6 separate regions of the Mus musculus genome follow, and all the other regions are linked to region 4. A link is a contact called in public Hi-C and promoter capture Hi-C data. All regions are on one chromosome and are shown on one strand. Each heading gives the region's core, a stretch centred on a gene start, on an enhancer-like site or on the middle of the called end of the contact. The rest is flanking DNA. Distances are from core to core; before and after follow the strand shown.

Region 1 (4,226 bases), core at 350-2,849, 610 kb before region 4:
TGTGTAAAACCATACCCCACTTCTCAGGGCAGGCCTGAGATTAAATACCTTTTGCAGGGAGGAGCATCTGGGAAGGGAATCTTACTGGCCATGCCCTCTGGGCCTCTAGGTATTTCATTAGCATGGAGATCTCTGCCTTGAGCCTAAGTGGCCACAGATCACATCTCTTTTCCTATTAAATTGGTCTGAGATGTTAAGGATGCCTCATCTACATGTGGAAGGGCTTGGGGCATTGCCCCCAAGTGACTGATGGCCACAAATCTATGGGGGTGAGGAGGGAGGCTGAGGCTGGTGACAGGGGCCTGGTGCCTGGGAACAGGCAAAACTCCTTAGATCCCTTCAGGGTCTCTGGGGCTTCAAACTTTTAGCTCGACCAAGGAACAGGCTCACAGTCCATGGCCCCACAGTAGAGCACTGACCTAACACAAGCAAGGCCCTACAACTCCCTCCAGCACAGGCTTTTGGGGGTTGTGATAGCAAGAAGGCAGGTAAACAGGCAGTGAGTGACATTTATATCTCTACGCTGGCTAGGATTCCCTACAATCCCTTCTGAAGCTCCACGGTCTTACCTGAGACACAGACACAGAAATAGGGGCATCTCAAAATCAAGTGACTTGCCTAAGAACACACTTTATTTCCTGTGAGTGGAAGAGCCGGGGACTTTGAGAGTTAGGGGACAGTGACAAGAGTCCCTTGTGGGCTTTGTAGGTCTCTGATGACCTAATGGTGACTGAGTAAGTGTTTCCCTTAGGTTCTGAGCCAGAAGTTGTACTGAATGCACCTTAAAGCCAAGTGTGCCTGACTTTTCAGATGGGGACGGGGGTGGGGGTCATTGTTCAGATAACAGAGACTTTTGAATTGGTTTCCAGGAAGTGGATATGCATTGGGGAGCCTGGCATCATCCTGTTTCTGTGGGATGACCACACAGCCCCCAAACCTCACCTGAGTGTGTGACACAAAGCTGGAGGAAAAGCCCCAACACTGTCCTCAGGAACTAGGAACAATGGCTTGCGGATTTACAATTGGAAACCTGCTTTAATTTGGCTGTGTGATCCTCAGGCCAGAGTGGCCACCAAACCAGTAGTTACCTCTTATATCAGCCCACTGCACAGTGAGTCTCCACTCCCTTAGCAAGCTTCTGGGCTGTGATAGGGAAATATTGTCACTGTGTATGCTCTGAAAAGTGTCTCGTGGCTCCTCAGTGAGTTGAAGAATTGACATCAGGGAAGTAAGGCGCTTGTTAGAAACTCAAGTGGCCAGGGCTGGACCCAGCGACCCCACCCTGCCTGCACAGAAGCAGAGGCCTTGCCAAGTGCTTTCCTCTCTTGATTTGGCTTAGTTTCCAAACACGGGTCAAACGGTCCCTCTCCAGAGCAGCAGCAGCAGCAGGAAACATTATTAAAAGTGAGCCGTTAGCGGGCATCGGGTGTGGATGAGGTCTGTGGAGTTTTGGCTGCCAAATAAAGACTTTATTGTTGTCATCTCTCCTTTCCCAAGCTCCCTCCCTCTCTCCTCTGCTCCCTCCTCCTCCCTGCCCTCCCCCCTCTGATCTGCCCCTCCCTCCCCAAACTAACCTCCCCACCCCAATAGGATCTGGTAGAAGAAAAGTCAGGCAGACACACGCAGACACGCACCAACTGGGAGACCAGAACTTCTAGCTGGCTCTCTGCTGCCACAGCTCCAGCAAAGGGTGGGGAGGAACAGAAGAGTGCCCCAGAGTCCAGAGGAGAGGCAGGTGTGTGCAGGTAAGTTCAGGCAGTGGGGGAGAAGACTAGAAGGCTCCTTCCTCCAGGGGTTCTCTCTAGCTCTGTCCAATCTTTCTTTCCTCCCTCCTGGCCTTCTTCCTTCTCATTTTTCCTCTCTAAAGAGTTCAGATGTAGCCTTCCTCATTTCCTGATGACACTCTCTTGTCTCTCCAACATCCTGCATCCTAGCGTTTGCTTGCTGCTGAAGTTAAACTTTCTAAGTGCAGATGTTTGTGGAGCACACAGAGCTGTGTCGCACACAGAATTTGAACAGAGCAGGTGTTGCCATGGGAACTGGACACTAGAACCGAATTCTCTACACCTTTCATGTATTACCATGCACTGCAGAAGACAGACAGAAAGATAGACAGACAGACACACACACACACACACACACACACACACACACACACACACACTGGGTTTTGTCTCTTACTCTCTCACGTGCCTCCTCAACTGCCTGACCAGAGACAGCGTTTTCCTTCTGAGATGACAGAGCCAAAAGACAATCACGCCTTGGCTGGTCAGGGAGGATATGAACAATCAAGTGATTTTTTTTGAAAATTTCTTTCTTTTGAACTTAATCAGGCAGAAGGGAGAGAAAAGTGGCCCTCCAGCCTACACAGTATCCTCTCAGCAGCCCGAATTCCTGTCTCCCTCCCCAAACCACTTGGCTCTTACAAAAAGAAGTCAAGCTTGCCTGCAAGCCTTGGAGGCCCTAACTCCTGAGTTAACAGTTCCACACACACACACACACACACACACACACACACACACACACTACATAGTCAGAAACACTCTTCTCTCTGAAGTTATTCTGAGATTATCCTGACCAGTCAGCTGGTAAGGGGGCTTGAAGTAGAGGAAGCAGGGAGGGGAACCTGGGAGTCTTATTTGCACAGCTCCCCCCTCTCCTGCAATAGAGGGGCCCCATGGCAGTAAGAAGGGGGGCACTACTTGATCCTCAGAGGGCCCTGAGCAGTAGGCAGGGAATATGGAAGCTTTAGTAAAACAGGGACAGACACTCATTACAGACCCATCAAACAGAACCCAAGAGGTCCAGAGCTGTGTTAATACATCCTGAGACTCCCCTAACTCCCTTGGGATTCACATAAAGGGCTATGTGGTGTCCTCAAAAAGGAGCCCCTGCAGTCTTGACAGTGAGGGCTGAGAGCCACTGCAGGAGGGAACAAGGCACTCTCTTGTGATTACTAACATCATCCATACTAGGCAACCATACTTCGGGGGAACATTCTACAAAGAACATTCTACCTTAGTCTATCTCCTCTTACCTGCTAAGCTACCTGTCCCAGGTACCCAAGAGCTAGTACTAGCTGTCAACCATCCCTTCTAGATTCTCTCTCCCCGTACCCCACAGGTCTGTCCCATTTGACTCTCTCAGAGGACAGACGAGTTGATAATGTCCCTTATCCACCCTCACCTTCCTTGAGGAGAGCACCTCAAGGCTAGAAGGAACAACAACAGCAACAACAACAACCACAACCACAACCACAAAGACAAGGAGAAGCCCTAGATCTCAGAAGAAGCCACAACCAGCTGAAAAGAGAGATTTCCATTTGCCAGCCAGTGTCCCCACCTCTGCAGAAAGCGGAGAGCTGGGTTAGTAAGTCAGGATGGAGACACACAGCGGGCTTTGCACGGGTGTCTGGGGAGTTCCAATCAGTTGACACTGAATGTCCAATGTAGTCTTCTGAGCCACACAGGGAATGAAGTTTCTCTGAGTACCTACACTGTAAGAAGGACCCCTTCTTCTCCAGCAGTAGGGAAATGAAGGATGTTAACCAAGCAGTCTGATGGTGGGGGGAAAACCATTACTTCAGAGTGGTACCAACAACCACTGGATACACACTGAGCAATCACTTTGCACATCAACTATTTTAACCCTTCCAGCATCCAGACTGGGGCTGCAGCTAGGTGGTAGAATGCTTGTATAATATGCACAGAACCCTGGTTTTAGCACCTCCAAAATAAACTTGGTCAGCAAGCCTGTTTTTTAGATGTGGAGACTGAGGCTTGTGTAGTAGTCCCGAGCTAACACAAGTTGCAGGGTGGGATCTGTCTCTATAGCCATATTCAGCATCACAGGGATTCTTCTTGGCTTTCATCAAGGATTAAAGGTGGTAGGGAGAGAGGCAGAAAGGTGGATAAAGAGGGCAGTGAGTTTTCAGAGATCACCTGACTGTCCATCTGATTTCTTCCCCATTCCCCTGAATGGGAAGCCTGTTCTTTCAGACTCCTTCCCTAAAACCATACAACCTCCATTCTGTTTACATTCTTCCTGTTCAAACCGGAATATGGTGTTTACTCTGCAAAAGTGTTAAACTTGGCTTTAGCACTTTTTGACCTACACTGCATTTTAAAGTTGCTTGTGCCACTAACATCCGACAACTAGGAGAGCTTTGCCCAACCCCAGTTCATGCTGTGCATTTTGAAGAACCCCTCACCCTGGGCTTTATTGGC
Region 2 (4,709 bases), core at 1,928-4,427, 570 kb after region 4:
AGGACTTACAGTGCCCAGTGGGTGGGTGGCTGTGGTCTATCCCAGTGAAAGGACACAGAGGAGAGACACACGCTGCCGCATCCAGAGAGCCCCAACAGCAACATTCAGCCATCCTATCTCAGTGGAGGTTGGGACAGCTCTGACTTGTCCCAGGACACTGTGTGGGGTGCAGGGGAGGGGTGTCTCAGCAGCTGTGACATCAGAGTGCTTGTGAGACTCTCACTTTGTTTTGTTGTGGAGGCAGGGAGTGTGGTGATGCTGCTGGCCCTCTGAAGGCAGAGCTGGACTCCTGCCTACCGGGTTTCAGTTGCTAGCACACACAGGAGGTACAGCCCAAGGAACCCGGGAGATGCCAGTGCCTGTAAGGCAGGCAGGGCACTCTGGTGGCCCAAAGGGCAGTATTCAGAAACCAAGAGCGAACAAGGCAAGGGCCTTCAGGTCAACCCCCTGCCTCAACTTCCCCTGCTGCAAATCCCTAGAGCCATTTAGGCGTCTTCCCTCATTACTGAGTGGGTAAAACAATTCATCGCACAGTAAGTGATAAAAGACTTGATATATGAAAGGCTTCAGCAAAGGTTGGGTCCCTTCAGGTCCCTTATAACCCTGACCTAGTCTCCTAATCTGGACCAGGCCATTGTCACCTCCTCTTGTCCCTGTCCTTGTCCCAGTTTGCTTTTATTTTCCATTAGCAAGAGAAAACACACTGCATGCTATAACTGGGTGTTCTTTTGACAAGATCAGTGTTGTGGGATCCCCTCCCTCTGCATGTGTTATCAGTGTTAAACACCACTTGTAGATGCTGACACACTGAGTGTGGCTATGCTCAGTGTGTCAGCATCTACAAACCCTCCATAGCTCGTGCCCATGTTTCTGTAGGCCGGATTCTCTTTCTAAACATTTATTTATATTGTTTTAAATTATGTGTATGTATGTGTGTGAGTGTATGTATGTGTGTGTGTGTATGTGATGTGAGTGTGTGTGTGGTATGAGTATGTGTATGTGAGTATGTATATGTGTGTGTATGTGTACATGTTTGTGTGTGTGTGTGTTTCTGTGTGGTATGACTGTGTGCACGTGTGTGTTTGTGTGTGTATGAGTATATATGTGTGTGTTTGAGTGTGTTGTGTGTACATTTGTGTGTATATGTGTATTTTTGTGTGTGTTTGTGTGTATGTGAGTGCAATGTGTGTGTGTGTGTGTTTGTGTGTGTGTGTGTGTGTGTGTGTGCGCGCACTCACAAGTACCCACAGATGCCAGAGGTGTCAGATGCCTTGGGGTTGATTGTGAGACTCCCGACAGAGGTGCTGGGAGCTGAACTCTGGTCCTCTGCAAGAGCAGGAAGTACTTTTAACTTCTGAGCCATCTCTTCAATCACATTCTTAAGAATGGAACCGGTGGCAGGGACATTTAGAGTCTCAGTGATCCTGCCAAATCGCTCTCCCAAGTTAATTCTCCATCAATTACGGACAAATCCACCTGTGTCCCTATTCCTCCTTGGAAGACTGTGGAAGAGGATTGCTTGTTTAGCAAGAGAGAGACACTGTTTTGGTTTCCTTGGGTACTGCATTCACCTGGTGCACAGCACAGGCAGTTAAAATACCCGTACACATAAAATAAAATCAATGAATCTTTACAAAAACAATAAAAGTGTAAGCAATTGTTTACTTTTTCAGGTCTGATACAGTGAGGATGACATGTGGAGCTCAGCAGGTGCCTCTAGAGTGGACACAATAGTCACCACGCATCACCAGAAAATAGCTGCCTCTTGCTGCTCTAGGGATCCACACAACAGGATGCAGGGAGCTGGCCTCTTAGGATAGGAGAATTCTTTATTCCAGGGACCAGGCCACCACTGGATGCTTTTAGTAAAGGGGGGTGAGGGAACTCTGCCCTCCACACAGACCTGAGTGCTTTCAAGTGCCTTCCCCAAGTCTTCTAAGAGTCTGTCAGGTGTTTGGGACCTACCAGGGTCCAGGGACCCTATCCCTCTGGTTGGGTTGACTGGCTCCTTAGTGTCATCTGGTTCTGGTAGGGTGAAGTCTCATTCTCAGGACTAATACCAGGGTGATGCTGAAGTATTGGTTTTAAGTGACTTGCTGCTTTGTATATGTAGTAACCTTGAAAAAAATCGCCCAGGATTCTGACAATCTTGCTTCAAGGCTTTCAAAACTGGCCTCCCTCCCTGCCTCCTCTTTGCCTCCCATCTGCAGCTGTTGGGTTGGAAGCCCCTAGCTGAAGAGAGGCCATTTTGTCAGTGAGTGGATGAGCCTTTACTGAGCACAGGCTATGTGTGGGGCAGGGGGGTGATCTGCAGCGTCTCTTTTCCTGAGCCCACAGGCAGAGGTGGGTTGGGGGGGATGCTGAGACTGGCAGGTGGGTTCAGGTCTAAGTAGAGGTGATACCTGGGTGTGATCACAGAAGGAGTCTCAGAGTGAGTCTCAGAGTGGTGGTGCCTACGGGGCTGTAGTTTTAGGCAGGGAGCTGAATTAGAAGCTTCTAAGGGCTCATTCAAGGTGGGAGGGGGTACAGGTCTCCACCTGTGCACATTAGCTGAGGTCTACCAAGGGGGCGGGATCTCAGCTAAGACGCAGCCCACTTTGCATGCTCAGACCTGCTCAGTCACCGAGGCAGGGCTAACATTTGGATATGTGGTCTCCAAGTTCAAGGTTTTTCCACTCTAACTCAAGTCTGGGACAGTGCCCCGAGTCTCCCCCGGGCAGAACAATTCTTACAGTTTTAAAACAAGACCCACCTGTAATGTCCTCATGCTTTTTCTTTTGTTTGTTTGTTTGTTTGTTTTTTGCCCCTTGTCAGCTTCGGATGAACAACTCAGTGGAAGTTTTTGGAGGGAGCTATGCTCTCCAAAGCTGTGGACAAATTCCTGCCCCTAAGAACTCATAAAGGGGTTATTTGCAGGACAGACCGCAACAGTTCTGGCTCCAGGTCCTACGACAACACGGAGTGCCACTCTTCTGAAGGAGTATCCAAGATCAAGGGAGAAAACAGGGTTCCCAGACTCTGGTTCTGCAACTTGATCCTTAGCGCGTGGGGCGGACTGTGGCACCTGAGCATCCGTCGGAGCTGCTGGGTCCTGGTCCCAGCTTCTCGTACGCAGGGAGGGGTTCGGGGGCGCGCACGCAGGCCGCCGGGGACGCGCTGGCCGCCCGGGGGCGCGCACGGGCTAGTCTCTGCCCTAATGCGGCGGCTGGCAGCGAGAGGTGCTGCAGGGGACGCGAGGGAAGTGGCGGCGCCGGGAGCGGACATCTGGGACTGCGCCCGGGGCTGGAGCCCGAGCTCCTCGAGGTAAGGTGAGCGCGGGTACCCGGTAGGGTAACAGAACCCGGTCTCGGAAGCCCAACCAGCGGCACCCCCTTTGATTCCGCTCTCCTCAGTCCATCTGCATCCCCCGACCTGTCCCATCCCCCTCCATCCACATCCCTGTGCTTTTTTTTCTCTACACTGCCACCTGCCCGGAACCCACCAGATTCTGGCAGTGTCTCCCTCCAGCTTTCAGCCCTCTCCACCCTAATACCCTTTCGGACTCGGCTGGCAACATCCCATATTCCATCCCTCTCCCTCGCTCTCTCTCTCTTTCCTCGCTGTCTCAGCCTCACCATTGGAGACCAGCCAGCCCCTGTGTTTTCTCTCTGTACACCTCACTTTTCAGTTCCCCATTCCACTTATGTTTTCCTGCCTCACCCGTGGCCCCTCTGCTTGCCCTCCCTCCCGCGGCCCTGTGTAGTGCTGGCCTTCGGTTGCTCCCTTCCAGTTTATCCTCCCCGGTCCCCATCTTCACACCCAGTCCCAACCCCTTCACAGTGGCTTCCTTGTTTCCTCATCCTGCACACTCCCTCTGGAACATCTCCCCTACTCTCCTTGGTTCCTAGCCGGCCTACTACCCATCACCTTCTCTGCCTGCCCTTCGTGGTGATGTAGGTCCGGTGCTGACTGGGCTTGGACTCAGTCTACCCACCCTTGTATCGTCCTACTCTGCCACAGAGGCCTAGGGCTCAGTGGGCCAGGTGTTCACTGCTGTGAATTCAACCTCTCTAAAGCCCTTTGCTGCATGTTTGAGCCTGTTCATAGCTTTGGAAGAGAGATACTTGGGTTTGTAGGCCTCTGTGTGGTCCTCTCCTCTCCTGGAACTATTCAGGTTTGCTTCCTAGATGGGATCAGAAAGGGCTTGAGGCTGGGAGAAGAGGCAGGTCTAAGGGAATGGCCCTCAAGCTCCTGAGACTTGTCCTGAGTCCTGGGCTGCAAAAGCCTGGCAGAGAAACCTTGCTGGAGGGCCTAAGAGTTGGGGTCTTAGCAAAGACTTTTCCTCAGCTTCCAAGCCAGCATTCTGGCATCAGGAATGGTCCTGAGTGTGACCCACGACATGGCTGGGAGTGGTCAGAGTGCTGAATCACGGAGGCTGTGGTCCCACAACAGCCCACCTCACTCACTGAGCCAGGGTCTACTTTTCATTCCTCCCTTGGCTTACTGGCTGAGTTATGCATGCTGTGTGTATGTGTGTTGTGTATGAATGTGTATGTTGTGTATGAACATGTATGTGTGTTTTGTGTATGAGTGTGTGTGTGGTTCTGGACAAAGATGCCTCCTCTAGCTCCAGAGGAGAGGGTGACAATATTCCTCTTCTTGCCTGTCTCTTTCTCTGATAGGAGGGCCCTGATGTGCCTCCTCTAACCTTGGAACTGAGGTGAGCCCTG
Region 3 (4,469 bases), core at 1,561-4,060, 870 kb before region 4:
GGAACGGGGCTACCGACCGGACGAAAGCAGTGCGTCTCTCAGTGTTGGAGGCAATCTCGGAAAATCTAGAATAAAATCACTGCAGAGTGAGCTTGATACCCATGTGCCAGGGACCCTGGCCCTACAATAGGATTCCCAGGGCTTGGGAGCAGGGGACCTGAACTGACAGATATAGGAGAACATCCAGTCTGGGAACTTAGAGAGGTATGTTCTTAGGGGCCAAGCATTGCTAATGTCCCAGGCCGGTCTGCTATTTTGAACAGTTCCCTGACTCACACTTCCCTGTCTGTAAAATGGGATAACTGTAAGACTTGTTGCGGTGGAGAGGAGAAAGACAAGGGAGGGTCCTGGTGGTCACCCAATCCCCTGGGAAAGGGTTCCAGCCCAGTGAGGACTCAGTCCGCAGGAGTTATTACAGCCAGTCCAACCTGTTTGCTGCTCCTAGTCTTTGACTGCTCCAAGGTGCAACTAACAGTCTCAACCCTTTCCATCTCCCATTGATTCCTTCCCACATTCCCACTCCCAGCCTTTGTGGCAGGAACTCGGAAGTTGCTCTCATGCCTGAGTTGTAGTAAGAAGAGCTTTGCAAGAGATGGGTAAACTGGTACATGCCTATAATCCCCAGCACTGGGGGGGGGGTGGTTCAAGGCAGAAGAATTGCCCAGAGTTTGAGGCTAGCCTGAACTATGAGGCAAGCCCGGCAAGTTATCAAGATATATATACATACGTACATATATATATATATATATATATATATATATATATATATATATATATAGAGAGAGAGAGAGAGAGAGAGAGAGTATATATGTAAAAGCATTGCAGAAAACAAATATCCACTTGCTGATTTTTTTTTTTTTTTTTTTTTTTTTGCTAAGTTCCTCTTCCTCTCTGGACCTGGTTTTTCAAATATGTGTAAGGCAACTAACACTGAGGCCTCGGTGCCCTGCAAGTGTGGAGCAACAGGAACCCTCAACACCAAGCCTCCTCCCTCTGCCTCTCTATTCCATCCTGCCCCAGTCATGAGTCCTACCTTTTTTCGCCAAATTTCCACCCTCCAACAGACAGGAGGGTCTTCAGGTTGGTGTTTCTGTGGAGCAGAACAACCGGGAGAGCAGGGTTGGAGTGAAGCGGCTATGACATTGGGGACCCCAGGTCTGCACACCATAGAAGAGCTCTTGCTTGAAGGGAGGGTCAGATTAAGTGCCTGTTCCTGACATTGATGTTCTAGACAGGCACAGGCTCCACGGTGGTGACTCGGAGGTTCCCCACAGTGGGAAAGCCAAGGAAGGAGAGGTAAAGGGGCCCACAGTGGTGCCATGCTCCATGGAGCTACTGTGGGGACAAGAGAGGCTCCTTCCCTGGGCCCTCAGCGATATTCTTTGTCTCCATGTTACCATCCCAACACAGCCCACCACCCACCCAGGATACCCTCCCACTGAAGCCAAGGACCTCTGGACCGGCCCAGTTCTCTGTCCCTCCTCCCCTATCTTGGTCAGCTTGTGCCCCAACCTGGTCTTCAGTTTATTCAGCTTGTCATAGTTCGACTCGTCATTCCACTCCCATGTGCTAAGCATGTTGTCGCTGCTGATGTTGGCAAAGCTGTAGATGATGTGGGTGCACAGGAAAGGTTGGATGGCGTCTGGTAAGAAGCTTCCAACGCCTTCCCGGTACTGGGACCAGCTGGTGAAGTAGCAGACCAGCTTGTACGCAGAGCCTGAAGGAGAAGTCTGAGGTAGAACGGAGTACCAGTGTGGTGTGGGGGGTGGGTCAGGGCGCGGGGACAGAGTGTTGAGCAAAATTAAAAATCTTCAAGGAAAGGAGCCGGACAGCCTCCTCTGCCTGGCACAAGCTGATGAGTGAGGGTGAAGTGTGACTCAGTCCAAGGACGGAGGACTTCCTGGAGGCAGTGGCTTCCAAAAAGGACAGAGGCCCAGTTGTGCCATCCAGTGTCAAAGATGCCCTGGCTGTAGGTCCTGCCCTACAAGGGAGAGGTAGTCTTTAATTAAAGAACGGCTTTGTGGGTCTCTTGGTGGGAGTGACCCTACCTGATTGCTGGGGCTCATTACCACAGGGGCTGAGTCTACTCTACTCGCTACTTCTAATTCCCCCTACTGTAAATGGAGTCAGTTGGTTGTGGAAAGAAACAGCAGGTCTCACTCAACCCTGTGGCTACTGATACTTGTTCTCTAGGGCACTTTGTCGAAGTCTTCACTAAATCTGAGCCTTTTAAAGTTTGTCATCGAAAAAGTTCAAGTAAACGGAAGTGGAAACCAAAGCAATATACATATACCCATCACCTTGGCTGAACAAGTATTCCCGAGCCCTGTGAGCCATAGAAGAAACGAAGAGTATTCTTTCCTACTAAGACCTCCTCCAGGAGGGAGAGGAGGTGGGTACTCACAGCTCTGGAGCAGCATCAGGACCGCAAAGCCTGTGGGGAAATCCAGGGTCAGACTTTTTTTTGGGGGGGGGGGTTGGCTGCTTTTCCTCCTGCCCCCCTCCCCAGGTCTCTCCTCCTTTCCTTCCTCCCTTTCAGGCTCTGCTCTCTACTCCCCCGCCCCTCCCCCTCCTCCAAGAAGGTAGGAGGCTGGGCCCCCTGTGCAGTAGTTCTTTGGGTAGTCTGGGCCCTTTAGCCTGAAAAATCTGCAGCTCAGAGACCTGTCAGTGCCGCCCTCATGCCCATCCTGGCTTCAGTAGAGGTGTGCATGATGGCTTCTCCTAGTACCCAGCTTCCTAGTCAGGGCCTCTTCCTTAGGCTCCACATCTCCTTCTTATACCCATCCCATCTCACTCACTCCCCCGCCCCCCAAACTGCCCTCCTTACAGGAACTGTGTGTGTGTAAACCCAATTGCTGGCCAGTGGAGGCGGGGAGTCACCTGAGGAGGATTGAGAAACCCTGGAGTTTTGAAAGCCTTGGGGCAAGTCTTGCAGTACCTGCCAGCTGAAGGGTCATGGGGGTGATAACCTGGGTGGGACAGTCACATCTCCAAACCCTTCCTGTGATTTCTTCCCTTCCTACGTCTTGCTTCTTGCCAGTAGTCTCCCAGCTTTCCTGGCAGCTCCGGCTCTCTGTCCAGGCTGGAGCAGGCACAATTGGGTTATGTAAGCCATGCACCCAAACAAGGCCACCATTATACTGCTTGGCTTCCCCCTCAGATTTCTTTCTGTCTCTTGGCTGTTTCCAGAGGCTAGGTAAGGACCAGAGAGCCTTGGGGAGTGGAGAGGGGAGTCCCAAATCCCTCCTTTTAGCAGTTGCTGATTATTGAATCTGGGAAATTGGGACGGGAGAGAGAAATTCAGAAGAAGGCTCTGAGCGGGGAGGCTGTCTCCCCCTCATTTGCGTGCCAGTGTGGAGGATTGAGAAAGGCCCCGAGGTAAGCTGGAGACTGTGGTGATGTGACTCAGAATAAAAACGGGGGCAGTAATGGCCAGAGGTGGACTCTCCTGGAAGCCGGCAACAAGTTCTCAGATCAATATTGCCTCTTCTCTTAGTGATGCTTTGGGATCCCAAACCCAGTGAGGCATCCCACTGGAAACCCTACAGTGGCTTCCAGGGGCTCTTAGTGGGGAAAGGGGGAGTCAGGTGTGAGAAGTGCTCAGCCCTGTGGGGCCTGGCTTCCGCCCTCTGAGCTAACATTTCCATTGTTTTTCTAAGACAAGCCTCATGAAGTAGCTCAGGCAGACCTCAGACTTCCAGCCCTCCTGCTTTCTTCTCCTAAGTGCTGGGATTACTGGTGTCCACTACCATGTTCACTTAAACAACAGCAACAAACAAACAAACAAACAAAAGCCCTCCAAAGACCTAATGACTACAACAACGAAAAACCCACTGGACTTAGAAACTGTGTCCTCTGGTCCCTGCTTATTCATTCTCTCTGTCTCTCTGTCTCTCTGTCTCTCTCTGTCTCTCTCGTCTGTGTGTGTGTGTGTTTTGGGAGGGGGTAATTCCATCCACTGCAGCAGACTATATATATATATATATATATATATATATATATATATATATATAACACACAAGTCGTAGAAGCAGTAGACAGTGAATGAAAAGTTGAGAACTCAGGGGCCTGACTGCTGACTAGACTAGAGAGAGGGGGCTGCCTAGTCAAGTCTCTTGTTTTTATAATCCCCCCTGGTAGTAACGGTGCTACCAGTCAGCTCTTGGAGGTCCTCTGGCTCTGCCTGAATATTTATCCTCAGTAGGCAAAGAGTTTTTCCAGTGTGGGTCTTGAGCAGCTTCGGGGGCTCTCTGCATTGGTCAGCAGACTGGCAGTGGTGGCAGCAGACAGAAAAACAGCAGGTGAAATCTTCCCAACTCCAGCTCTCCTCAGGACTCCAGGACTAGGGCCTCAGCTGTACAGGTATTACAGCCCTTGTGCAAACCGTGGGCCCCTTAGCCTTTGACAGCAGCAGGCTGCATCACGCCTTGCACACAGGCCTAAGCATCAAGATTCCTCAGCTGCTGACA
Region 4 (4,258 bases), core at 412-2,911:
TTTGGGTGAGGTAAGTCAGGAGATATTTAGGTTGTCACAAGGTATGGGAGGGTCGACTGCTGTCACCTGCTGGGTGGCCAGAGGTACTGCTAAAATTTCACAGTGTCCAGGACAGTTCCCTTAACAGTAACATCTGCACCCAAAGGCTGCGTGAGCTGGGGAGGCTGAGAGCCTGTGCCCTGGGATCTAGGGACTCTTTTGGTTTTAAGCATCAGCTATCTACGTGTTGGTGACTTCCATGTTTCTCTTTCTGGACAAGTCCCTTGGAGTTCAGACCCTTACCCTCTAACTCCCTGCCTGAAGTCTATCCAGGATGTCTGAGACAAGGGCGCCCAGCCCCTTCAGACCTGGCTCCTGCTTCCCACTTCGGCTTCTTTTCTGGGACACTCCCCAGGCACCAGAGAAATATTCTTAACTTTTATCCTTCCATATCTCCACTCCAGAAAATTCCTCCACACAGGCCCACAGGACCACTTCCTATCTCTGTACGGCTCACATCCTGGCCCTGTCTTCTCTCGCCTTGGAAGGGTCTCTTCATTGCTGCTCCATCCTCTACAGTCTACTTTACCTCAGCAGCCAGAATGAGCTTTTCATATGCTCTAACCTTTGCTGTCTACACACTGGTCCAGCATGGGCTAATACAGTGGTCCAGCATAGGCTACCTTTCTGCCTATAATGTTTCAGCCACACCAGTCTCTTGGTTGGGGCTCGCACACCGCAGATGCAATGTCTCAGGACCTTTGTGCTGGCTGTTTCCTCTTCCTGGAACATTCTGCCTCCAGACGGCTGCATAGCCTACCTTCTCACTTCCTGTAGTGCTCTGCATTAATGGCCCTTTGCAACAAAGCCTTCCCTGGACAGAGGATATGAATACCCTCACACGCATTCACATCCTTCAAACTCCACGGCCCCTTTAAGAGTAAAGAGTTTTGTGTTAGGCTGGCTCTTGTTACTATGTGACCTGCTAGGCAGTCACTTCTTAAGGTAATGGCTGCCTTCCCTTGCTAGAAGGTAAGCAGAGGGCATGCCTGCCTTAGTCTTGATATTCCCGTCTGTACTGGCACAGTGCTTGGCACAAAGCAAATGTTACCATAGATTCACTGAGAGAAAGCAGGCTCAGAAGCTAAGCAGCTCAGCCAGTGAGACCTTAGCTCTCCCCTCCCTGTGGACAATCGGCTCCTCCCAGGCCACCTCCTACCTAATTCCCCTAAAGGAAAAGTAGGGATGTTTGGGGTGAGGATACAGACCCAGAGCCACAAAAGACCTTGAGGTTTTGGGGTGATGTCTGAATGGGCAGAGGCATCCAAGTTCTCAGAACTATAGGTGAGATGGGCTTCGGCCTGCTGTGAGTTTGCCTCGGGTGGCCCCACCCTCTACAAGGCAGAGGTCACACCTGCCCCGCCCCGCCCCTGCTGCTTCGAGGATGCCAACAGAGCAGCTTCCAACCGCTGGCTCCAGAGGTCACATCTGTAGGTCCCAGCAGAAGAACCAGGTTGGGAAGAGCGAGTGTTCACTCACCCTAGTGGGGACCCCTCCACAGCCCCACGGGCTCCCGCCAGCCAGGCCACTCACTCTGCCACTCGGTGATGGAGATCATGCTTCAGTCCACGGGGGGGCCTTCCTGGTCAGCTGGCTAGTGGAGAGCCCAGAGGACCGAGCCTGAGCATGTTCCAGGGTGGCTGACCCTTGGCAACAGGGACAGAGCCGCAGGTAAATCATTAACTCTCACCCTCCCACATTCCCCACACAAATGGCTACTTAAAGGTACAGACCTGTTCTGAAACTAACATTCACAAAGTTCTTGCTGGCCCACCTCCTCTGAACAACGTGGGAATGGAAAGGCAAGGGTCTGGGCACAGCTGGTTTTCTCGGAGAGGTGGAATGGCGCCCCGGCCCTTCGGATTTTATTTTTATTTTTTTTAAGACTATCTCTCCTGCCTAGACTGGAACTCACTATGAAGACCAGGCTGGCCTTGAACTCACAGAGATCCACTTGCCTTTGCCACCCCAGTGCTGAGATTCAAGTCATGTGTCACCACACCCAGCTTTAAAATGTGCTGGTTATTTATTTATTTATTTTGGTTTTTCGAGACAGGGTTTCTCTGTGTAGCCCTGGCTGTCCTGGAACTCACTCTGTAGACCAGGCTGGCCTTGAACTCAGAAATCCCACTGTCTCTGCCTCCCAAATGCTGGGATTAAAGGCGTGTGCCACCATGCCCGGCCTATATATTTATTTTGTTGTTTTGTGCTAGCACACGTGAGAGATACTAGGGGCACAGACTCATGAGTAAAACTTATATCAGACCTAAGGGGAGTCAGATTTATATAAACCAAGGGTGTAGGTGTCACGTGGAGTTAGGCAGCAGAGACTTCAAGTTCCTCCCTGTCCCTCATCTCACCCCGCCCCCGCAGTGCCCTGATGGGGTGGTGAGGTTGAGCAGGTGGAGAATTGTTCTCAGGAGAAGACGAGATAGATAGGGAACCTGTGTCGATCCACTGAGTAGCTAGATAGACATGGGCACATCATTCCGTGTTCTGCAAGCCTGGCGAAGAGGCAGATGGGGCCTCAGGGGCCAGCCCAGCACTGAGGACCACTTGCTGCTCCTGCAAGGGAACCCAAGAAAGGCAACCAGGAGTGGATCCCCTGATAGCATCAGACAAAGATAGAGAAACCAGGGTTTATATAAAACTTTAAGTTTAAAGGGTCAGGCCTGAAGGATAAAGGCGCTGTGAAAACTCACATAAAGCTGGAGGGAGGGATCCAACGCCACAGAATTGTCCTCTGACCTCTGCATACAACGGAACATCTTTAAAAATTAAGGGAAAATGTAAAGAGTGGAAAAATACGAAAGTTTTTAGTACTTTTTTTGAGATAAGGTCTCACTACATAGTCCTGGCTGTCCTGAGACTTGATATGTACATGAGGCCGACCTGGAACTCACAAAGATTTTTCTGAACTCTGCCTTCTGAGTGCTGGAATTACAGCATGTGCCACCATGCCTGGCTTATCATTATTCATTTTAATTATATGTATGCATGTGTGTGTGTGCACGTGCATGTGTGTGTGTGTGTGTGTGTGCAGGTACCTGTTGAACAGGAAGCTTTAGAGCTGAAGTTAGAGGTGTTGTGAGTTGTCTGACGTGGGTGCTGGAAACCAAATTCAGGTTGCGACCCTTTAATACAGCTGCTCATGTTGTGGTGAACCCCCAACCATAAAATTGTTTTGTTGGTACTTCATAACTGTTGGTTTGCTACTGTTAGGAATTGTAATGTAAATATGTGACATTCAGTATATCTGATGACCTGAGGGGGTCATGGCCCACAGGTTGATATCTGATATTTGGGATATCTGATGTATGACCCCTGAGGGGGTCATGGCCCACAGGTTGAGAGCCACTGGCTTGAGAACTCTCTTCAATGATTCTGGGGTGCTCTGCTCACCTTGGGCAGATGCTTTGCAACCAGTGTCTTTGTTTTTCAGCAACACAGTCTGACAACACTGAAAGAACTCTCGATTGCAGGAACTGTTATAAACTGCTATAATAATAATAATAATAATAATAATAATAATAATATGTGTTGCCAGTACACATATTATTTGATAATTTCGAGACTATGTCACAGTCCATTGAAGTTTCTTCACAATAATCTCACAGAGGTGCTTATGAAACTTATTCTAAAAAGCTTAAAACCCCACACAAACATTTTAGTAGTATGATGAATTGACATTGAATAAGCTTATATGAGAAGCGCTTTTTAGCTCAGGCATTGACACTCTAAAGAGCTTTGCCGAGGACCAAGGCAAGTCTTATTTTGGATGTTTGTGCTGCTCAGTGCAACAACGAAAAAGCTAGCCAGGGATTTGCTGTCCATGCTTGAACCAGCTAAAGGCTCTCTTGCAAATCTTCTAAACACCCACTAGGGGGCAGTACGACAGCCATTAAAACCGGAAAGCTCTAATGTCATGCATGAGACCTTAGGGTTTCTATTTAAAATTTCTGTACCTCAGTTTCTTAGCTAAGAATAGTACCTACCACACTGGGGCGGCGGGCATTACTGAGAAGCATATACCAGTGCATTGATCTGGGCACCCTGATTAATCATATAAGCACTAATGAGATAGTTATTGCTATTAACATTCTAGTATAGTTATATAAATTACTATCGTTGTTATTAGTCTTCTATTAATAGGCTGTTATATCTAAAAATTATGCTTTTAAACTGCTCCCAAAAGATATCAAATATCAGCTAGGAATAC
Region 5 (4,581 bases), core at 1,725-4,224, 730 kb before region 4:
GCATTTTTGTCTCTGTAGAAAGGGAGAGGACAGAGCGAGAGGGGGCATGAATGAAGGTGCAGGCGGGCAGTTGGGTGGCTCAGGCTGGCCATAGGCTCTGTGACTGACACTGTGACTACAGTCAAGCACTGGAGGGCAGAAACTGTGCTTCCCCCTCACCTGGGTGCCTCCTCCTCCTGGCTCTGCATACCTGGGGAGCTGAGGAAGGTCACCGGTTTAGCTTCTGGTCTTGCAGCCATGAAAAGAGTCTGAGATTAGAGAAGAACCTGAGAGGCGTGGGCTGTAGTTTGGGGAAGGGCAGGTCCTTAGCATCCTCCAGCACCCTGAGGTTCTGTTGTTGAAACTGAGAGCCTTGCAGCCTATCTCTCTGTCTGTCTGCCCCCCCCCCCCAATTGGGATACTTTTAGGTCTGAACTCCCCTCTAGTTTGGACTTGCAGGGAATTTTTTTTTCTGCAAGTCCAAGGACAAGAGTCTCCTGGTTCTTCCTGTGTCCAGGAAGCCTCCAGAAAGGACTGGGACTTCCAAAGGGAATAGTTGAGCTACTTCTTGAAGATCCTTTGGGTCTCATGGGCAGCCTGGGGATTTGTGGTCCTGAGTGTGTGGGAGGGTGTGGCTCCCCTGTGGCCACCACAAGGTCTGGGCTATTCTCCAGAGGACCATGGCCTGTGAGTCTTCTGGGCGAGAAAAATGCACTGGTTAGCAGCTTGTGGCTGAGTGTGTAGCCAGACTTCAGTCTTTCCAGACTGGGAACCCAGTATGGCTCTAATGATTGTCTTCTGGGCTGACTGTACTGTGTCTGGCCTGGTCTGCGTCTCTCTTCTGTGGTCCTGAAGACTGAAGGACTTCACCCTCCTCTCACCCACCATGGGGATGGCAGGAGCCATGTGAGAGGCGATTGAAATGAATTAGGGACACTGAGAACTGGAATAGAAATGGAAGGGATGGAGGGAATCCAGAAGGGGCATTTACTCCTCCTTTTTGAGACAGGGTCTCCCTACACAGCTTTGGCTCTCCTGGAACTCACTAAATAGACCAGGCTGGCTTCGAACTCCCAGAGCTCCACCTGTCTTTGCCTCTTGAGCGCTGGAGTTAAAGGCATGCACCACATACGAGGTGTACCTTCTTCTCTTCTAAGCTACCTCCTTCAAGTGATGTCACTTGGCTTTCCAGGCTCAGTTAGCACCCACGCTGCTGAGGAGTCTGTTGCATTAGAGCTTGCTAGCAAGACAAGCAAGGCATGCTGGGGCCTCCAGGAGGGAACCTGCAGGTGTAGATAGATGGTGGGGAGCCAGGGGTGTCGTGTTTGACCTGGTTGCTATGGCCAGAGCACTGCATAGTCCCCGGGAAGAGGGGGACCTCCCAGGTCACAACTATTAAGACAGAATATTTAGAATCTTTCCTGGTGCTCTCACCGCCGGGCTGTGCTGGGATTGACAGCTGTGGACAGGACAGTCCTATGAATTGATGAGAAGAGACCCAGCTATGACAGTCCAACTACTCCGTTTCTGAGCAGCATCTCTGTCATGCCCTTCTGTTCCCTGAAACAGTTCCCTTATGACTTTTCATCCCACAACTCCCCGGATGGCTCAGGACAGGCACTCTGGCTCATCCCTGGGCAGCCACAGTCCCTGAACAAAGAGCACCAGTGTTTCTGAGGAGCAGACTCAACTGCCCAGTGCCTAAGATGCTGACTGGTTCCTGATTTGGGCCAGGAGAGAAGACGGATGGAACGGCCCATTGCCAAGAGAGCATTTTTCCATGCACAGCCCTGGGCTGCTGCAGGACTGACCAAGGTGGCTTTTTAGAGAAGACTGACACACTAAGCCTCTGTCCATTTTGTCCCTCTTCCAGACTAGGCACTTTGGCAGAAGGGGACTACCTTCCTCTTCAAGGTTCAGCTTTCCATGGGGCTCCATGCCCAGCCACAGTGGCCTCCCTTCAGAGTATGACTGCTGGAAGGGCTTAGGAGGAGTGCAGGCCCGTCCTTTCCCCACCTGATCTAGAATGTGACTTCAGGGCTGCACACCCTTAAACTGTTTCTTGTCATGCTAGAGACCCTCTATTCAGTGTGAAGTTTCCAGAAGTGATTCTCTCAGACTTGGAGATCCCGACTCGGGAGCTACAAATGTACCATTTTGTTTCTTCAGTCTGGGGAAACTCTATCAGAGGTGAGGTCAAACTAAAAAACCATATTCTATCCACCACTCCGTCCATGACTCCTTGGATCAATTCTTTATTCTCTCCTCTTAACTCCAGCAACACATGTTACATACACAAAGCTTGCCCTCTAACATTTGGGCACAATGCCCCTCTCTAAGAGATCTCTGGGACATCCAGAGACTATTCTCCAAAGTGCCCCAAGTCCTAGCATGTTGAGACTCATAGGTAGCAACCAGGAGACTTTGCAATTTTCTTCATGTTTTTATGTCAGTGAAAGAGAGGCCCCCAATACCCACAGGGAGCTGTAGGAGACAGGGAACATGCAGCCCCTGCCGTTGCATCTCTTCAGCATCCCTGGGAGGCATGGACCAGTTGGGATTAATAACCCATCTCTGCCCACTCTTCTCCCAGCCTTGTCCTTCCCCCTTGTTTCTCTTTATAGAATTGCAAGGGAGCAAACCTAAAGAAATAGGGCTGCACTTACCTTGGGTTGAACTGTTCAGAGTGACCACGTCCTTCTGTCTGGTCTCCTTGGGTTGGAGAATGTGGCAGAGAGGGAAGAGAGGAGTGAGCGCCTACGGAGAGTGTGCAAGTCTGTGCCAGGCCAGGGCCCGCCCCCAAATTCCTAATCAAATATCTCAAAGAGGGGCTGAGGAGCCTAAGCTGGCTTTTTCAGTCCTGTAAGGGGCGGAGCTCACACTCAGCTCTGCAAAATTCCGTCCGACCCAGGCTGTAAAAACCACCTTCTTTCCACTGGGTTATCTTCCCTGGAGCATTGGCAGCCTGAAGTCTCTTGCTGCTGAATAAGTTAGCGATGCCCCAGAAGTTATTTCTGCAGTCTCTTGTGCGGTGCCTGGGTTTCTCATTAAACCCATAAAGTAGACACAGGAGAGGGAGGGCCAAGGTTTGGAGAAAGAACCTTTTAACTCTTTCAGCAATCTTGGTCCCCTCCGGGAGTCTGCACTTATCTTTCTTGGCTCAAGCACCCCTTGTAGCCAGATGTCAGACTAGTGAGTGGGAGAGCATGCTGGCTGCAGGAGGGCTTGGGCTGGCTCAAGTTCATGGCGACCACTGAGACCTTTCTGCCACGGGAACAAATGGAAAATCAGGGACTCTAACTATTGCTGTTATGCCTTTACGGATGTGGAATACCTAAGCCAGGGGAAGACGAAGCTAGGGGGATGGGATGGCATTAGACAGTGAAGGGCTTTTAAGAGCACAGAAAAGATTTTAGCTTAAATGTTTAAAACAGTGTTTGATAAGGGAGGCTCACTGGATCTGATTTACCCTCTGACAAGGTTTTATTTTATTTTATGTGTATGAGGAGTGTTTTGTCTGTGTACCATAGGCATGCAGTGCCCATCGGCACCAGAAGAGGGCGTCAGACCTCCTGGAACTGGAGTCAGAGAGGATTGTGAGCTGCTATGTGGGTGCTGGGAGTTGAATCTAGGTCTTCTAGAAGAGCAGCCAGTGCACTTACCTGCTGAGCTGGAGAAAGTCAAACAGGACTGTCTGGATTTTAATTCAGCCCTTAGGTGGACAATAGCACCACTACACAATGTGGAAAGAGACAGAAGACTGGAAAAATCTAAGTTATACTTTGGGTATGTAAGGATAGATGCCATTTAGAAGTTCCAGTGAAGAGGCAGACAGGCCACTGCGTCTGAAACTGAATTTGGAATTGAGGGACAAGGGGGAAAGCCCTTGAGAACCACGAGACTGTGGCTTACATTGAGTCTAGTTAGCTTAGATGAGCTCTTAACTCTTTCCTCAAATTCTGGCTCATAGCCACACTCAAGAAGCACCCTTTAATTTAAAGAAATACAAAGAGGTTAAACTCTCAGAATGTCTGAGTTTGGAAAGTTTAGAAGTGTCTGGGCAGATGGGACTTTGGGTCAAGTTGTTGTTAGTGCAAGGCTGCCAGGAAGGGGCGTGTCCCCCTACTCTAAAGGCTCTGCTTTATAGGGGCTGGAGAGATGGCCCAGCAGTTAAGAGAACATGTGTGCTCTCCCAGAGGTCCTGAGTTCAATTCCCAGCAACCACATGGAGGCTCATGACCATCTATAATGGGATCTGATGACCTCTTCTGGTGTGTCTGAAGATAGTGACAGTGTACTCACATACATAAATAAGTAAGTCTTTTTTTTTTTTAAGTCTGTTTTGCATTTGTCTTCTCTTTTAATGAGCACTGTGCCATTTTACGCTGGAAAGAGGACTCCTGATGCAGAGTGACTGTCAGGGAAGAGGCACAAAGAGTACGGGTGTGGAGTTCAGTCTACACGACTTCACAGCACACAGTTTTCTTAAACTCAGGGCCGGGGCAGGTCGGCAGGGTGGAGGGGTGAAGGGCATTCTGTTCTCAGGGCTGGGCTCATGTATGGTGACACTCAAATAATCATAGCTGTCTGCTGTGCTGAAGC
Region 6 (4,165 bases), core at 1,324-3,823, 800 kb before region 4:
AGCCCAACCCAAGGAACTTTTGAAGCAGCCCCAGGCAGAGATTGCTCACCCGGTGTGAGGTAACTCAGTTTCAGGCTCCCAAGCCAGAGAGCACACGTGTGTGGGGAGGAGGGGCCTTGGGGAGCAGGGGTGACTGAACTGTGAGCAGCGGACCCTTGCAGCAAGAAGGAAAAGGAACAGTGTGGCCAAGAAGGGGGTCTGGTGTGCAAGTGCTACCACACTCAATCTCGGTCTGAACACCGACAGTGCTTCCTTCCACACGCATAGGCACGCCGCAGACTGCCAGTGTCGTATGTCCTTCCATGGCACACAACCTTGTCAGGTAGCAGTCGCAACTGTGTCTTATAAACAAGGACAGCAAGCGTGTAAAGGACGTACTCCAGGCTGGTCTTGAACTCTTAGCTCTTTCAGCTCTCCACTCTGGTTGCTAAAATTCCTGGGGAATAAAGCCTAGATATATTCTAAGCTTCAGATTCTTTGTGGATATTCAGGCCTTCGGGTTTCTCAGGATGCTGCCCCTGGAGGCAAACCCTCTCCCGTTTCAATCTCTCTGACACCATGAGTTACAATCCTGTCTCCAGCAGCTGCTCTTGTAGCTACTTGTGAGACTAGTTAGTCATTTGTTGCCCATGGATATTGAGTTTTCTCTGTCCTCTCTCCATGTTCCCTTACAGACAATACCAGATGCAGTGTTCTTTGTCCCACCGCACAGGCAGGCACAGTGGCCAATTATTGTGGCATCCTACTCAAGTCTCCCTATCCTTTTTCATGTCTTTGTGCTTTTTTTTTTAAAGATTTATTTTATTGTTTTTGTTTGTGAGTCTGTGCGTGGGTGTGTGCCCATATATGTGGGTACCTGTGGAGATCAGAAAAGGGCACTGGATCCCCTAGAGCTAGAGCTACATGCAGCTATGGGCTGCACTGTTGTGGCTGCTGTGAGCTGAACTCTGTTACTCTACATGACATGAGAGCAAGCGTGACTCTCTTAACTGTTGAGCCATCTCCAGCCCCAGGATTTTTAAAACAAACAAGTATATTGATGGTTAAAATGGAGCCTCTTTCTCTGCACCCCCCGGGTATTGGTTATGGAGTGAGTGGGAGTCAGTGCTGTTTCCTGGTTCCTTACAGCCCCACAGTGGCACAGATGGAGGGCTTGGCTGTGCTGCTTGTGGGCAGGAGGGAAGCCCCAGAGAATGACCTCTTTCTAGAGCTACTGTGTACCCATGGCTTCTTTTCCATGGTGTGGTTCCCTGCCTCAACCAGCACAGTAAAGTCCTTGATTCCTGCATGTGACACTCAATTCTAAACCCACCAGCCCCCTGAGACTCTGTGATGATAGCTGTCTGGGCATTGTCTATTAGGTGGACAAGTGAAAGCTCTGGCCACATCGGTTATGATTTATTTTAATTGTCATTTTAGGGCACAGGTCTACTAGTTTGTTTGTTTGTGTCTTAGTTGGGGTTTCCGTTGCTGTGAGGAGACACCATGACCAAGGCAACTCTTATAAAGGCAAACATTTAACTGGGGCTGGCTTACAGTTTTAGAGGTTTAATCCATTATCATCATGGTAGGAAGCATGGCAGCATGTGGGCAGACATAGTGATGGAGAAGGGCCTGAGAGTTCTACATCTTGTTCCAACTGCAGTCAAGAAAGGCATCCTCAGGTCACTTGGGGGAGAGTCTCAAAGTTCACCCCCCACAGTGACACACTTCCTCTACCTCTCCTAAGAGTGCCATTCCTTGCACCAAGCATATCCAAACCACCACATTCTACCCCCTAGCCCCATAAACTTGTTCAAACATATGAGTCTATGGAGGCCATACCCAGATTAACAGAATGCAAAATATATTTAGTCCAACTTCAAAAGTCCCCATAGTCAATAGCAGTCTCAACAAGGTTAACTATCTGTTGTTCAACTGCAAACACACAAGCAATAAGCGTAGCTTGCTGAAAATCACCACTCCCTTAATCTGTTTATCTCCTCAAACACAGGATTTACCTACATCGCACTTCCCGATGCCCATTTTGTATTTTTCCTTTCTAAGCTTGCTACACTTGATCAAAACACTCTTCATGGGAGCGAACCAGAGGACAAAGTCTATGCTGGGCTTTTCTGAGACTTCTTCTGTCAATGCAATTAATCTGATTCTCTTTCTTTGCCTTCGCCTTAGCTTCAAGCAGACTCTTCAGACAAGGGCAAAAAGCAGCCACGTTCTTCAGCATAACTTCATAAGAATGTTCTCCAAGCAACATACTAAAATTCCTCTCCTCTGAAACCCCTTGAGCAAGGTCTGCACCATTCATATCACCCTCCAAACAAAAGCATGGTCAGGCCTATCATAGCAATACCCCAGTCTCTGGTACCAACTTCTGTCTTAGTTAGGGTTTCCACTGCTATGAAGAGACAAGGCAACTCTTATAAAAGCAAGCATTTAGTTGGGGTTGGCTTACAGTTTCAGCGGTTTAATCCATCATCATCATGGTGAGAAGCATGGCACTGTCTAGGCCGACTTGGTGCTGGAGAAGGAGCCGAGAGCTCTACAACTTGTTCCAACTGCAGTCAGGAGAAACTGACATCCTCCGGCCTCTAGGGGGATCTTAAAGGCCACCACTACAGTGACTCACTTCTTCCTACAAGGTCACACCTTCTAGTAATGCCACTCCCTGGGCCAATCCACACTACCACAGTTTGGCTTTGTTTTTATGAGACAAGGGTTCTCTGTGTAACCTTGGTTATTCTCAAACTCTAGCTGAAGACCTGAACTCACAGAGATCTGCCTACCTCTGCTTCCTGAGTGCTGGGATTAAAGAAAAGCCTGTGTCACCACCACCACCCAGCTTTTTTTTTTTTTCCAATTTATTTATTTTTATTTTGTGAGCATTGGTTTTTTGGTCTGCCTGCCTGTCTGAAGATGTCAGATCCTCTGGAACTGGAGTTACAGACAATTGTGAGCTGACATGTGGGCGCTGGGAATTGAACCCAGATCCTCTGGAAGAACAAACATTGCCCGTAACCACTGAGCTAACTCTCCAGCCCCTAACTGCTGCTATTTTTTTTTTAAAGCTTGCTACAAGCCATATGTTGCTACGTCCTGAGTATGCCACCCCATCCAGCTCACGGTTACCATATCTCTTGACTACAGCAAGAGGCCAGGCAGGGTAGCTGACAGGCAGGGCAGCTGACTGACATCATCTAGGCGTGAGTAGGCACACACTATTGTTTGCTCAATAGGAGAAGCACCCAATGGCACAATGATTTCCATCCTTAAGCAGAGATGGCTGTAATGTTTCTCATGCAATAGCTGATGAAGGTACAGAGGAACACAGAGGGACTCAAACCCACATACTATGGTAGGGGAGTGTGGGCATAAGAACCCTCAGACTCAAATCCCCAACACACACACACACACACACACACACACACACACACACACACACACACAGAGCAGCTAGGTAGTTTTAGACTTGTCCTTGACTTCATAGTCATATGGCCAACCGTGTGTGTGGGGGGTGGTGAATCTCAAAGAAACAAACTAAAAAGAAGAAACTGCCCTGATACATTCATTTGCTGCTAATTGGACAAACCCAGTCACATGACCATACCTAAGTGGATGGAAGTCTGGGAAATGTAGTCCTCCAGGGTTTTGTGTGTGTGTGTGTGTGTGTGTGTGTGTGTGTGTGTGTGTGTGGTGGGGAATACTGGAAGATGTATGTATCTTACCATGAGAAGACTGTTAACTGGAGCCTCAGAAGCACAGTACGTACAGTACGTAGTGGAGTCTGGAACATACATACACAACACCCACCTCCACCCACCCACCCACCCTCACTCACCCCCAGCCCCTCTTCTTCCAAACCCAGATAGTCTGGGATGTGCGATGACTTCTCTTGAGCCACCATGACCATTCCCATCGTCATACTCTTACTTTTAACCCCACCAGACTCCCAGAATCAGCTAGAAACTTTTTTTTTTCAGAATATGAAAATTTATTCCTATGTTTCCATTGTCAAATTTTATGATCTTGGCCGTTCTTTCTTGCCTTTGTATAGAGCCAACAGAGAAACATTGGCTACTTTAACCACCTTAAAGCGGACTCCAGGAACATCACCTACAGCATGACCTTTTCGACCAAATCCAGCAACCGGAACTTCATCATTTTCCTC

Evidence for each region. Promoter capture Hi-C pulls out the DNA fragments that hold promoters and counts their contacts. A called contact is a pair of places that touch in the nucleus more often than the background predicts.
Region 1: a promoter capture Hi-C map of liver shows a contact between it and region 4, with 2.2 times the contacts expected there. The contact joins the promoter of Prelp here to the promoter of Golt1a in region 4. A contact is called at or near these places in 4 of 39 promoter capture datasets (cranial neural crest, liver, second pharyngeal arch cranial neural crest and 1 more) and 1 of 115 datasets of contacts at active chromatin or transcription factors (embryonic stem cells).
Region 2: a Hi-C map of embryonic stem cells shows a contact between it and region 4, with 2.3 times the contacts expected there. The contact joins the promoter of Nfasc here to the promoter of Golt1a in region 4. A contact is called at or near these places in 1 of 39 promoter capture datasets (frontonasal cranial neural crest), 1 of 15 datasets of contacts at CTCF or cohesin (embryonic stem cells) and 6 of 484 Hi-C or Micro-C datasets (B cells and embryonic stem cells).
Region 3: a promoter capture Hi-C map of hematopoietic stem and progenitor cells shows a contact between it and region 4, with 3 times the contacts expected there. The contact joins the promoter of Chil1 here to the promoter of Golt1a in region 4. A contact is called at or near these places in 2 of 39 promoter capture datasets (hematopoietic stem and progenitor cells and pre-B cells).
Region 5: a promoter capture Hi-C map of pre-B cells shows a contact between it and region 4, with 2.5 times the contacts expected there. The contact joins the promoter of Fmod here to the promoter of Golt1a in region 4. A contact is called at or near these places in 10 of 39 promoter capture datasets (the C10 cell line, the HPC-7 cell line, the SN4741 cell line and 6 more), 1 of 15 datasets of contacts at CTCF or cohesin (embryonic stem cells), 9 of 484 Hi-C or Micro-C datasets (B cells, the N1E-115 cell line, cortical neurons and 2 more), 1 of 115 datasets of contacts at active chromatin or transcription factors (embryonic stem cells) and 1 of 9 other capture datasets (embryonic stem cells).
Region 6: a promoter capture Hi-C map of hippocampal neurons shows a contact between it and region 4, with 6 times the contacts expected there. The contact joins the promoter of Chit1 here to the promoter of Golt1a in region 4. A contact is called at or near these places in 2 of 39 promoter capture datasets (hippocampal neurons and pre-B cells) and 1 of 484 Hi-C or Micro-C datasets (B cells).

The regions. Positions count from the first base shown.
Region 1 is chr1:133,918,774-133,922,999 of GRCm38.p6, reverse strand. It overlaps Prelp (proline arginine-rich end leucine-rich repeat), which reads left to right and starts at 1,599. Exons shown (of 3, transcript NM_054077.4): 1 at 1,599-1,745.
Region 2 is chr1:132,740,265-132,744,973 of GRCm38.p6, reverse strand. It overlaps Nfasc (neurofascin), which reads left to right and starts at 3,177. Exons shown (of 30, transcript NM_182716.4): 1 at 3,177-3,303.
Region 3 is chr1:134,180,745-134,185,213 of GRCm38.p6, reverse strand. Chil1 (chitinase-like 1) reads right to left here and starts at 2,810. Exons shown (of 10, transcript NM_007695.3): 1 at 2,662-2,810; 2 at 2,405-2,434; 3 at 1,513-1,717; 4 at 1,034-1,090; 5 at 1-65. The coding sequence starts at 2,710. It overlaps Gm46158 (a long non-coding RNA gene), which reads left to right and starts at 3,124. Exons shown (of 2, transcript XR_001779452.2): 1 at 3,124-3,378.
Region 4 is chr1:133,307,226-133,311,483 of GRCm38.p6, reverse strand. Golt1a (golgi transport 1A) reads right to left here and starts at 1,661. Exons shown (of 5, transcript NM_026680.4): 1 at 1,573-1,661. The coding sequence starts at 1,597.
Region 5 is chr1:134,035,647-134,040,227 of GRCm38.p6, reverse strand. Fmod (fibromodulin) reads right to left here and starts at 2,974. Exons shown (of 3, transcript NM_021355.4): 1 at 2,646-2,974; 2 at 1-12. The coding sequence starts at 4.
Region 6 is chr1:134,109,650-134,113,814 of GRCm38.p6, reverse strand. Chit1 (chitinase 1 (chitotriosidase)) reads right to left here and starts at 2,573. Exons shown (of 12, transcript NM_001284525.1): 1 at 2,453-2,573. It also overlaps the pseudogene Gm8618.